Linked DNA regions of Oryctolagus cuniculus: region 2 is linked to region 1. Evidence: chromatin contacts called from public Micro-C data. All regions are on one chromosome and are shown on one strand. Each heading gives the region's core, a stretch centred on a gene start, on an enhancer-like site or on the middle of the called end of the contact. The rest is flanking DNA. Distances are from core to core; before and after follow the strand shown.

Evidence for each region. A called contact is a pair of places that touch in the nucleus more often than the background predicts.
Region 2: a contact with region 1 is called in a Micro-C map of ear pinna, with 6 times the contacts expected there. The contact joins the promoter of GAR1 here to the promoter of ELOVL6 in region 1. A contact is called at or near these places in 2 of 6 Hi-C or Micro-C datasets (ear pinna and an unstated tissue).

What each region holds. Positions count from the first base shown.
Region 1 is chr8:54,803,662-54,808,555 of mOryCun1.1, reverse strand. It overlaps ELOVL6 (ELOVL fatty acid elongase 6), which reads right to left and starts at 2,548. Exons shown (of 5, transcript XM_008267482.4): 1 at 2,319-2,548; 2 at 1,479-1,599. The coding sequence starts at 1,567.
Region 2 is chr8:55,153,429-55,158,322 of mOryCun1.1, reverse strand. It overlaps GAR1 (GAR1 ribonucleoprotein), which reads left to right and starts at 2,899. Exons shown (of 7, transcript XM_051819521.2): 1 at 2,899-3,188; 2 at 3,542-3,758. The coding sequence starts at 3,554. CFI (complement factor I) reads right to left here and starts at 2,898. Exons shown (of 16, transcript XM_070047758.1): 1 at 2,835-2,898; 2 at 2,300-2,435; 3 at 1,502-1,595.

The DNA of each region.
Region 1 (4,894 bases), core at 1,299-3,798:
CCGCCCCCGGGCGCACAGTCTCGGCTGCCGCGAAGGGCACCAGCCCCGCCGCCCCATGTGCTTGCTGCACCTCCCGTCCTTCCGGGGCGGCCCGCGGGCCCGGCGCCCACCAGCCACGCCGCAGCTGCGAAGTGCAGGCGGCGCCCGGCCGGGGAGTGCGGCCCAGGGGGCAGGCTCCGCCCGGCTGCAGTCGCCCAGGGGCTGGCGGGCCCGTAGTAAGGACGCTCGGGCGGGCGGGCAGGAGCTGCCGGGAGCGGCGGTCGCGCCTCCCGAGGAGGATGGACGACCCCAAGGGGCGGGAGGAGAGGAAATCGGGCCCCTTTCCCGGCACCCTTATAACCCCCTTGCCCAGCAGGGTCTCCGGCTGCCCAGTGATGCGAGCAGGAGGGAGGCAAGGCAGGGCGCGAGGGCGCGGGGCACGCGCGCTCGGCACGCGGCGACCGGAATCCCCCCTGGCGCCCGGGAGCCCCTCTGCCCGACCTTTCTCGCCCCAGCCCCGGGAGGCGGCCCCGCGGACCGGCTCCCGGGTGCCCCGGGCTGGCCACTTCCCCGTTCGCCAGACCTAGGTGGGGGTAGGCAGGGGAGCGAGGGTCTGTCTCCGGCACGGCCCAGTGCACGAGGAAGAAGCGAGACGAGCACACCCTCCTCGGTTAAACATTGCAAGGTGACACCGGATCGCCTCCCGCACGGGCGGAGGGAGCGCAGTAAACAAGAAAGAGGTTTCCCCATTGGAAGTTTTTGTGGCGAAGATCCCTCTCCCCCTCCCCAGGACTGCAGACCGAGGGGTTTTTCATCAGCGAGCATGGACTCCACTCAGCAGCTTTGCCTTAGAAGTGAGTGCAGCCAAAAGGCGTTTCCGTAAAACAGAAACTTAATCATGGCGTGGCTGCGCTCGCTCGGGTTCATTCATTTTTATTACAGTTTTCATTGTCCCCTCCCCCGTCTCTGTATGAAACCGGAAAGGGGTCCAAGCAGGGAGGCATCCGGCCGGGGAGCGCACGGAGGAGGGCAGTTTAGTGGGAGAAGCTGCAAGGAGAAAGGAAGGGCACGAGGATGGGAGAGGGCGCGGACCAGAGCCGAGGGCGGCGGGCGGCAGAGGGTTAAAGCGAGCTGGAGCCCGGGTCCCACCTCCCCGGTCTCTCACACACGGCTGCTGGAGGCCGAGGGAAAAAGAAAAAAAAAAATCTAGAGGGAAACCAGGAGGCAGCACAGGTAGAGGACAGGACTGTGGCATCTCTCCCGCCTCCCCTCTCGCGCAGACATCACCCTAGGCACACACATATGTTCTGAGTTATATAATCCGTGCAAAAGATGCCTGTGGAGCCGCGGCTCGCGCAGCCGGGCGTCTCCTGCGCGCCGAGACCCGGGCACGGGGCTGCCGGCTGGCTGCGCGCGCGGGCAGGGAGCCCGACCCGAACGCGCTCCGGGGGGAAGACGCAGGGCTGCCGGGCGCCGTGTCACGCGAAAGCATCACCTACCAGTTTTCCTGCATCCACTGGATGGCCTCATTCTCGTTGAACTGCTTTTCGAATTCATATTCTTGTAAAGTCAACACTGACATGTTCATTGGGGCTGATCTTCGGAGTCGCTACGTGCTCTCTACACAAAATAAAATAATCTGTAAAGCGCTAGGTCTCGAGGGCTCGCTCCTGCCTGCTCCCCCACCCACCCCCCCGGGTCTGCCCTCGCCGCTGGGTCTCCGGCGCTCGCCTCTCAGCTACATCCAGGGTGGAGCATTGCCTGTGCCTCGGCGCCCAGCTCCTCGCCGCCGTGGGGCTCGCCTCCTCCCGGCGTCCGCATCCACCGTAGGAGGAAATGAATGCCTTGCGGTCTTAGTGCCCGCACGTTTGTCCATCACCCTTTTTACTCGTCTACAGGGAAATCTCCTCCCCCTCGTGCGATCAGGAAAATTAACCCTTTGCGAGGGAGGGCGCAGAGGAGCGAGACCTCCTCCCGCCCTGGGGTGCAGTTTAGTAAAGGCCACGGTGGGGGTGGAGGGCTGGGGGAAGGGCGCGGGGAGGGAGGAAGTGGCCTGGCGGTCACCCGCGTACCCCGGCCCCAGCCTCGCGGGCCGCCGAGCCCTGCCTTTGAATGAAGTTCCAGCGTGTGGGGCGCAGCCCTGAGGCGCGTGGACGGGAGAGCTCGGGGAGTAAACAATTGGGAAATAGTAAAACCTGCCAGCGCTCCCTCGCAAAACAACTCCAGGTAAATCTGCGATGAGATCACACGTGAAGGGGACGCGCTGCCCCTTCTCGCCCCGGCGCAAACCCTCCGGGGCCTCCCCCTGCCCCCACTCCGGAGCTCCGGCTCAGACTCACGTTCGCCGGGGGCCGAGTGGCCCGCAGAGCGCCCTCCGTCACGTGCAGCCGGAGGAGGATGAGGATGAGGAGGGTGGAAGTCGGGAGAGGCCAATAGCCGGAAGTGGAAGAAAGGACTGGGAGAGGGGTTAGGTGGAGGGTTTGGGTACCGAGAGGGGGATAATTAATGAACAGAGACAAAGGAGGAGAGGAAGTTAGCGACCGGAGAACTGGACCAACTGGTCCAATGCAAAGGCTTTATTTGTATGCATGGGTAATTTTGACTTATTTGTTGTTGTAGATACTGTTTGAGGAGAGGGTTGGATGCAATGTTGACCTCATACATCAAAAGAATTCTGCTCCATCTGCCCCTTCAATGATTTCCCCCAGACGTGGGGGAAAATGAAATGGGAGGGCAAGGAGTTGTCCAATAATCTAATATAGGAATGCAATTGTAAACTTAAAAAAATAATAAACAACCTGTACTTTCAAAATTAAACGGACATTAAGACCAAAAAGAAAATGACCCTTCTCAGATGCAAATAGCCCTCACCTCCCCAGGAGTCCAAAGGGAGGGTATTTTCATTCAAAGATGGGAGCCTCTGAAACTTGGGAACTCAGAGGCGCCTCTTCCTAGGGAGCAAGGTGTAGTAAGAAACTAAAGAAAAAGTTTTTAACAATCCAGTACAATTTTATGTAAACCAAAGGGCCGGCCCGGTTGCTGATTTGCAAATCAATGAATAGGTTGACACTCCAGGTAGGGAAGTTGCTTATCTTTCCTTTTAAGGATTGTCATTCTGGAGACTTCTACAGTGCAAGTCTGAGTGAATTTAAAAGTGAGGCCCAGGCCAGGCCGAAAACACTTGGCTGAGTTAGGCTGGAAAGTAGGTGTGGTCAGATGAGAAAGATTTTATAGCACAGGGGCTGGGCCTCTGAGTAATTAATCAATATTTGTAAAGTGATGAGTAATTGTTAAGTATATGAAAGAGAATAGGAAAGTGAGGAAGCGCTCTACAGTGAGAAAATCCTAGAAAGACCTCATTGTATGTTGCAAGGATAAGTCTTATTTTTGTCCAAAAGTAAATCAATTTTAAATTCATTCTTTGTGTTTGCAATGTAATCGATTTGAAAGCAGTTTGAGAAATTCACATTTGTTTACTATGTTTTCTTTTTTAAAGATTTATTTATTCTGAAGACAGAGTTACACAGAGAGAGGAAGAAACAGAGAGAGGTCTTCCATCCACTGATTCACTCCCCAAATGGCTGCAAAAACGGGGACTGGGCCAGGCCAAAGCCAAGAGCCAGGAGATTCTTCAGTCTCCCATGTGGGTGCAGGGGTCCAGACACCTGGGCCATCCTCCACTGCTTTCCCAGGCACATTAGTAGGGAGCTGGATCAGAAGTGGAGCAGCCAGGTCCCAAACCTGAGCCCATATGGGATGCAGGCATCCCAGACAACAGCTTTACCGGCTATGCCACAAAGTGCCCCTACTATGTTTCTTATTTAAAGCATGTCTGTTATTCCCTGCTTATTTTCTAAACATGGATGTGGGGTTATATTAAAAACAAATCTGGACCTTAAAAGAGCAGTTATAAAAAACAGTAAATACTTGATGTTAGTGAAATGGTGCTGTCTTATCTAAAGGCGCCATCTCCAGTCACCTTCTACAGGGGGTTGCACTGAAGAGCAAGCAAGCACGAGAAAGCCCCGAGCTGAAGAATGAGTTTGCAGGCTTTAGGAAAAAGCCTGGTGTGACTCTAGGCCACAGCTAAGGAGTAGCAGAAAATTAGATTGGAGAGGTAGCCACAAGAAAAAGTAGTGTGTTCTGATTTCATTCTGCCTGTTGTGTGGGGGGGGGGAGGTCGTGGGAGAGAGGAGGTTACAAGATGTTATACTGAGAAATAGCATGTTAATTTCCAATAATTCCACTGCTAGGAATTTATAGATATATCATCAAAGACATTATGGATGTTTGTGTAAGATACATAGCACCCTTGGTAGCAGCAACAAAAAAACCTGGAAACATATGATGGAATAATTTTATATCAGAATATTTTGGGATTTTTGTTCTATAGATCACAATATCAAAGGAATTCCTGATATGTATGAAGGAAAATGAAAAGGCAAGGCACAGAACATTATGTATAGTGTTATATGTAAATGACATCTATGCTGTGCATAATATTTTTTAAAGATTTATTTTATTTATTATTTGAAAGACAGAGTTACAGAGAGAGATAGACAGAGAGAGAGGTCTTCCATCTGCTGGTTCACTCCCCAGATGGCCACAATGGCCGGAGCCAGGAGCTTCTTCTGGGTCTCCCACACAGGTGCAGGAGCCCAAGGACATGGACCATCTTCCACTGCTATTCCAGGCCACAGCGGAGAGCTGGATAGGAAGAGAAGCATCCGGAACTCGATCTGGCGCCCATATGGGATGCTGGCATTTCAGGCCAGGGCTTTAACCCGCTGCACAACAGTGCCTGCTCTGGTACATAATAATTTTTTAAAAACAAAGATTTGTGTGATGTATATGAATGATATTCAAAAAGCTCATGGAGGCCGGAGCCGCGGCTCAATAGGCTAATCCTCCGCCT
Region 2 (4,894 bases), core at 1,650-4,149, 350 kb before region 1:
TGATTATTTTGTATGGCCTGCAAATGATATGATAAATACCCAAATGGCACTTGGCAGAGAAAAGATTCCCACCCTGGTCTAGTAGATGGGAAATGGGACTTCTTCAAGCAAGAGTGTGTGACAAAAGTACAAAAAGGGGCCAGTATTGTGGCATAGCAGGTAAAGCCACTGCCTGCAACATCAGCATCCCATTTGGGCGCAGGTGCGAGACCCAGATACTCTACTTCTGATCCAGCACCCTGCTAATGTGCCTCGGAAAGAGGCAGAAGATGGCCCAAGTGCTTGGGCCCCTGCACCCACATGGGAGATCTGGAAGAAACCCCTGGCTTCAGCCTGGCCCAGTCCTGGTTGTTGTGGTCATTTGGGGGATGAACCAGTGGATGGAAGATCTCTTTCTCTCTCTTTGTCTTTTCCTCTATCTGTGTAACTCTGACTTTCAAATAAATAATCTTTTTTTTTTTTTTTTTTTTTTTTTTTTTTTTTTTTTTTTGGACAGGCAGAGTGGACAGTGAGAGAGAGAGACAGAGAGAAAGGTCTTCCTTTGCCGTTGGTTCACCCTCCAATGGCCGCCGCGGCCGGCGCGCTGCGACTGGCACACTGCGCCAATCCGATGGCAGGAGCCAGGTGCTTCTGGTCTCCCATGGGGTGCAGGGCCCAAGCACTTGGGCCATCCTCCACTGCACTCCCAGGCCACAGCAGAGAGCGGGCCTGGAAGAGGGCAACTGGGACAGAATCCGGTGCCCCGACCGGGACTAGAACCGGGTGTGCTGGCGCCGCAAGGCGGAGGATTAGCCTAGTGAGCCGCGGCGCCAGCCAAATAAATAATCTTAAAAAAAAAATGCAGAAAGAGAAGCAAGGGAATGGCGCTAGCTTGATAATAAAATTAATTATACAGAAAGCTTAATTGATGGAGTTTATTTGACTTGTTGCTAAAGGAAATGAAGGATTATTTTCAGTCCCAAGGATGGGTGTGGTATGAAGAAGCTGCTTTAGTAAGTTCAATATTGCATCATATGCAGTAGAGATGGGAGGAGGAAGTGAAGCCTGGAAGCATTTAGTTTAAGGCAACAAGGATACTCAGAATGGGACAGCATGTTGTGATGATTTCTTGTGGTTTTACTGGGTAATTTAGGATAAGACTAACAAAAGGTAACATGTGGCGGTGACAACTGAAGACCTGTAGTAAGTTGACAGCACAAAGCTACCTTAGAAAGAATGAACAGAAGCTGACTACTTTGCATAAGAGGCAGCAGCAAAGACTAGGGTGGGATGGTTACAGATGACAGGGTCGGAGAAGAGTGCTCAAATATGTAAGGATTAGGAACCAAGAATATGATGCTACCACTAGGACATATAGTGTACTGGAAAGAATAATTTGGAAAAAGGAAAGGGTAAAAGCAGGGATAAAGAAGGACTGAGGGTTGTGAGAATTCAAGGTTCTAGCTTGCCCTTCTAACTAGCTGGGGAAGTTACTGCTCTTGTCTGAATGTCATTTCCTTACCTGCAAGGTAAAGAGGTTAAGTACCAGGGGATTTTGAAAGTCCTCTAGGAGATCAATGGTTTTGTCACACTGAGTTGGAGGTAACAGTGGAACACTAAATATATAATGAGAAAGACATACTGAATACAATGTTAAATGCCACAAAGCAAAATAGAGCATGGCAGTTATAACTAATTCCAGCACTGTCTGATGCACAGAATTTAAAGCACACATCAAATACTGTTCAAATACATCTATCAGATTCCATATTGATTGTTACGTGCTCCCTTCATAGGCTTATATTTATTTTCCTTTTTTTTTTTTTTTTTTTTTTACAAAGAGAAAGAGAGAGAGACATAGAGAGGTCTTCCATCAGCTGGCTCACTGCCCAAATGGCCATAAAGGCCAGAGTTAGGCTGATCCGAAAGCCAGGAGCCAGGAGTTTCTTCCAGGTCTCCCACGTAGGTCCAGGGACCTAAGGACTTGACCATCTTCCGCTGCTTTCCCAGGCTCATTAGCAGGGAGCTGGTTTAGGAGTGGAGCAGCCAGGACTCAAATCCCCCACCCACCCCAGTGCCCATGACAGGCTGGCACTGTAGGCTGCAGCTTATTCCCCCTATGCCACAACGCTGGCCCCCTATTTTAGTATTAATTCCCAGTATTTTTATAGTAAAGTTTTCAATGCTTTTTAATCTCATTAATAACCTTCTGAAATAGGTACCCATCTCCACTCTCTTTCAAAGACAACTGTTTCAAAGTATCAAGGTAAAATTCTAGAGGATTGCAGGGGAAACCTGACCGAAAATGGGAAGTCACCACCTTTAAGGGTTCTGCAGGATGTAGGGGCAGCTGATGGCAGATGCCAAGGGCTTCAGGAGAAAAGAGAAGAGGAACTTCCCGTGTAGACTAGTACACAGCCTGTCGGGGCTCAAAGTGTACTTGTTGAATGCGTGACCTGGTGAAAAAGATTAAAAGAGCTTAGTTTCGTTTCCAATAACAGCGGCTTTGAAAATACACAAACACATATTCTATTTCTCCCTTTCATTAAAAAAATTATGTGACAAAAGAACAGGCCCAGTTTAGCCTACAACGGAGCCGCTCAACTTTTTCGCTGGTCGTGATAGGCTCCGATGCAGCTAGATCCACCACCGGCAAAGAGCGGCTCAGAGCTATTTAAGGGTTGCGGCGACACTTTCTGGAGTTTGCAATGAACTGGTGGGTGAGGTTGAGGACCATTTCGAGCTGAGAAGCAACAGCGCCCCGCCCGCGGACCGCGACTACTGGAGCCATGGCGCCACAAACACTAACACCCGTAAACCCCAGCAGAAAGAACAGGCGGAGCCCTAACACCAACCTTCTCCGGGAGACACGCCCCCTGCTGCACTTCCGGAATGTCCTGGGGCAAAGGGCGCCGCTATTATACGTCACTTCCGCCGCGGTTCTTTCGGCAAATTTACCTCACTGTCGTAAAGGAGAGGCTGGAAATTGGATATTACTATTACTTTTTCGGCACTGAAGGCTGTTTTGGGAAAGTGCTGGTGCCTCAGGATCTGTCAGTGAGCGGAGAAACCCGTTATTCGAGTTTCTGCCCCTTCCCTGCCCTTATAAAGCCCTAGCCGGTACGGTGGCCGAGAGTTGGGAGTGAGGCGGAAGTACCCAGCGGGTGGGTGTGCGCGCACCTCGGGAAGCAGGGGTGCACGTGGAGACGGTGAGTGGCCCTAGGAGCTGAAGGATCTGAGAATGTTGGACCTGGAGCTTAGCTGCGTGAGGGATGGAGAGAGGAAGGAAGGGAATGCAATGCGGCTTGAAGCCCTTGCTGCTGGGTAGGGGAGGTGGTAACCCAGGGGCGACAAGGATAACGTGTTGTCGGTCGGCGCTCTCAGGGCGGTGGGGAGATAGTCCTCACCCATCGGGTTGTCACTAGCAGTCTGGTCATGGGCGAGGAGGCAGAGCTGCTATGGGTTTTGTCCCCTTCACTGTCTCAGATTGGTTAGAGGTATCCTCGGGGACCACACCGATCAGAAGGCACGAACCTTGTTTTTCGTTTTTCTTTTATACCAGGTAGGAGAGATCATGTCTTTTCGAGGAGGAGGTCGTGGAGGCTTTAACCGAGGCGGAGGCGGTGGCGGTTTCAACCGCGGGGGCAGCAGCAACAACAGCCATTTCCGAGGCGGCGGCGGCAATTTCCGAGGCGGCGGCCGAGGAGGATTTGGACGAGGGGGTGGCCGCGGGGGCTTTAACAAAGGCCAAGACCAAGGACCTCCAGAACGCGTAGTCAGTATGTCGGCTTCGAAGACTAACCTCATCGCGCGTGTGGGGCTGGGTTGTGGGTTCGTGGCACTGGCGGATTTGGGAGTGAGATGCTGACAAGTGGGGCCCGCAGCTCACGTAGGGAGGTTGCAGCTTGGTCCCGGAGGCAAGTCTGTGTGGAGAATTCTGTAACTGACTTAAAGAGTGTAGCATGTAGAGAGATCAGAAAAATGAGTTGCATTTAAATTGTGTTAACAAGGTGTCGTTTGAGCTTGGACGGAAAGGGGTTATATAAACAGTATTGAGTGCTTATCCCTGTTTCCCCCCATTGTAACAGATGAGTAAACTGTGATTCAAAGCCAAGTCTCTCTGCTAGGATCATAAGGTTAGTGATAAGCGCAAAACAAGGAGGCTGACGTTGTGGCCCAGTTTCTGAAGCCGCCGTCCCATATTGGAGTTCCTGGGTTTGAACCTCACTTCTCCTTCTGATCCAACTTCTGACTGATGCACAACCTGAGTGGCTTGGGTACTTGGGTCCCTGCCGTCCGTGTGGGTGATTGGGATGGAGTTTCTGACTGTCGGTTTGTAGGCATTTGGAGAATGAACCAGTTGATGCAAATCAATTTTTCCCTCTCTTTTTCCCTCCCCACCCTTCTCTCCCATCGCTCTGCCTCTCAAAAAAAATAAAAATGAGTAAAAGGTTTTTTTTTTTATTTTTTTTTATTTTTTTTTATTTGACAAGTAGAGTTATAGACAGTGAGAGAGAGAGACAGAGAGAAAGGTCTTCCTTCCGTTGGTTCACCCCACAAATGGCTGCTATGGCTGGAGCTGCTCTGATCCGAAGCCAGAAGCCAGGTGCTTCTTCCTGGTCTCCCATGCGGGTGCAGGGGCCCAAGTACTGGGGCCATCCTCCACTGCCCTCCTGGGCCACAGCAGAGAGCTGGACTGGAAGAGGAGCAACTGGGACAAGAACCCAGTACCCACATGGGATGCCGGCGCTGCAGGCAGAGGATTAACCAAGTGAGCCACGGCGCCGGCCCCCAAAAGGTTTTTTTTTTTTTTAAGTCTGTTTACTCTAAAGCTCATGTTTTCAACTGCCTTCCACTTACTTTTCAATTACTTTTCTACTCAAAAGTAAGGAAAAAAATTGCTTGAGAGGGAAAC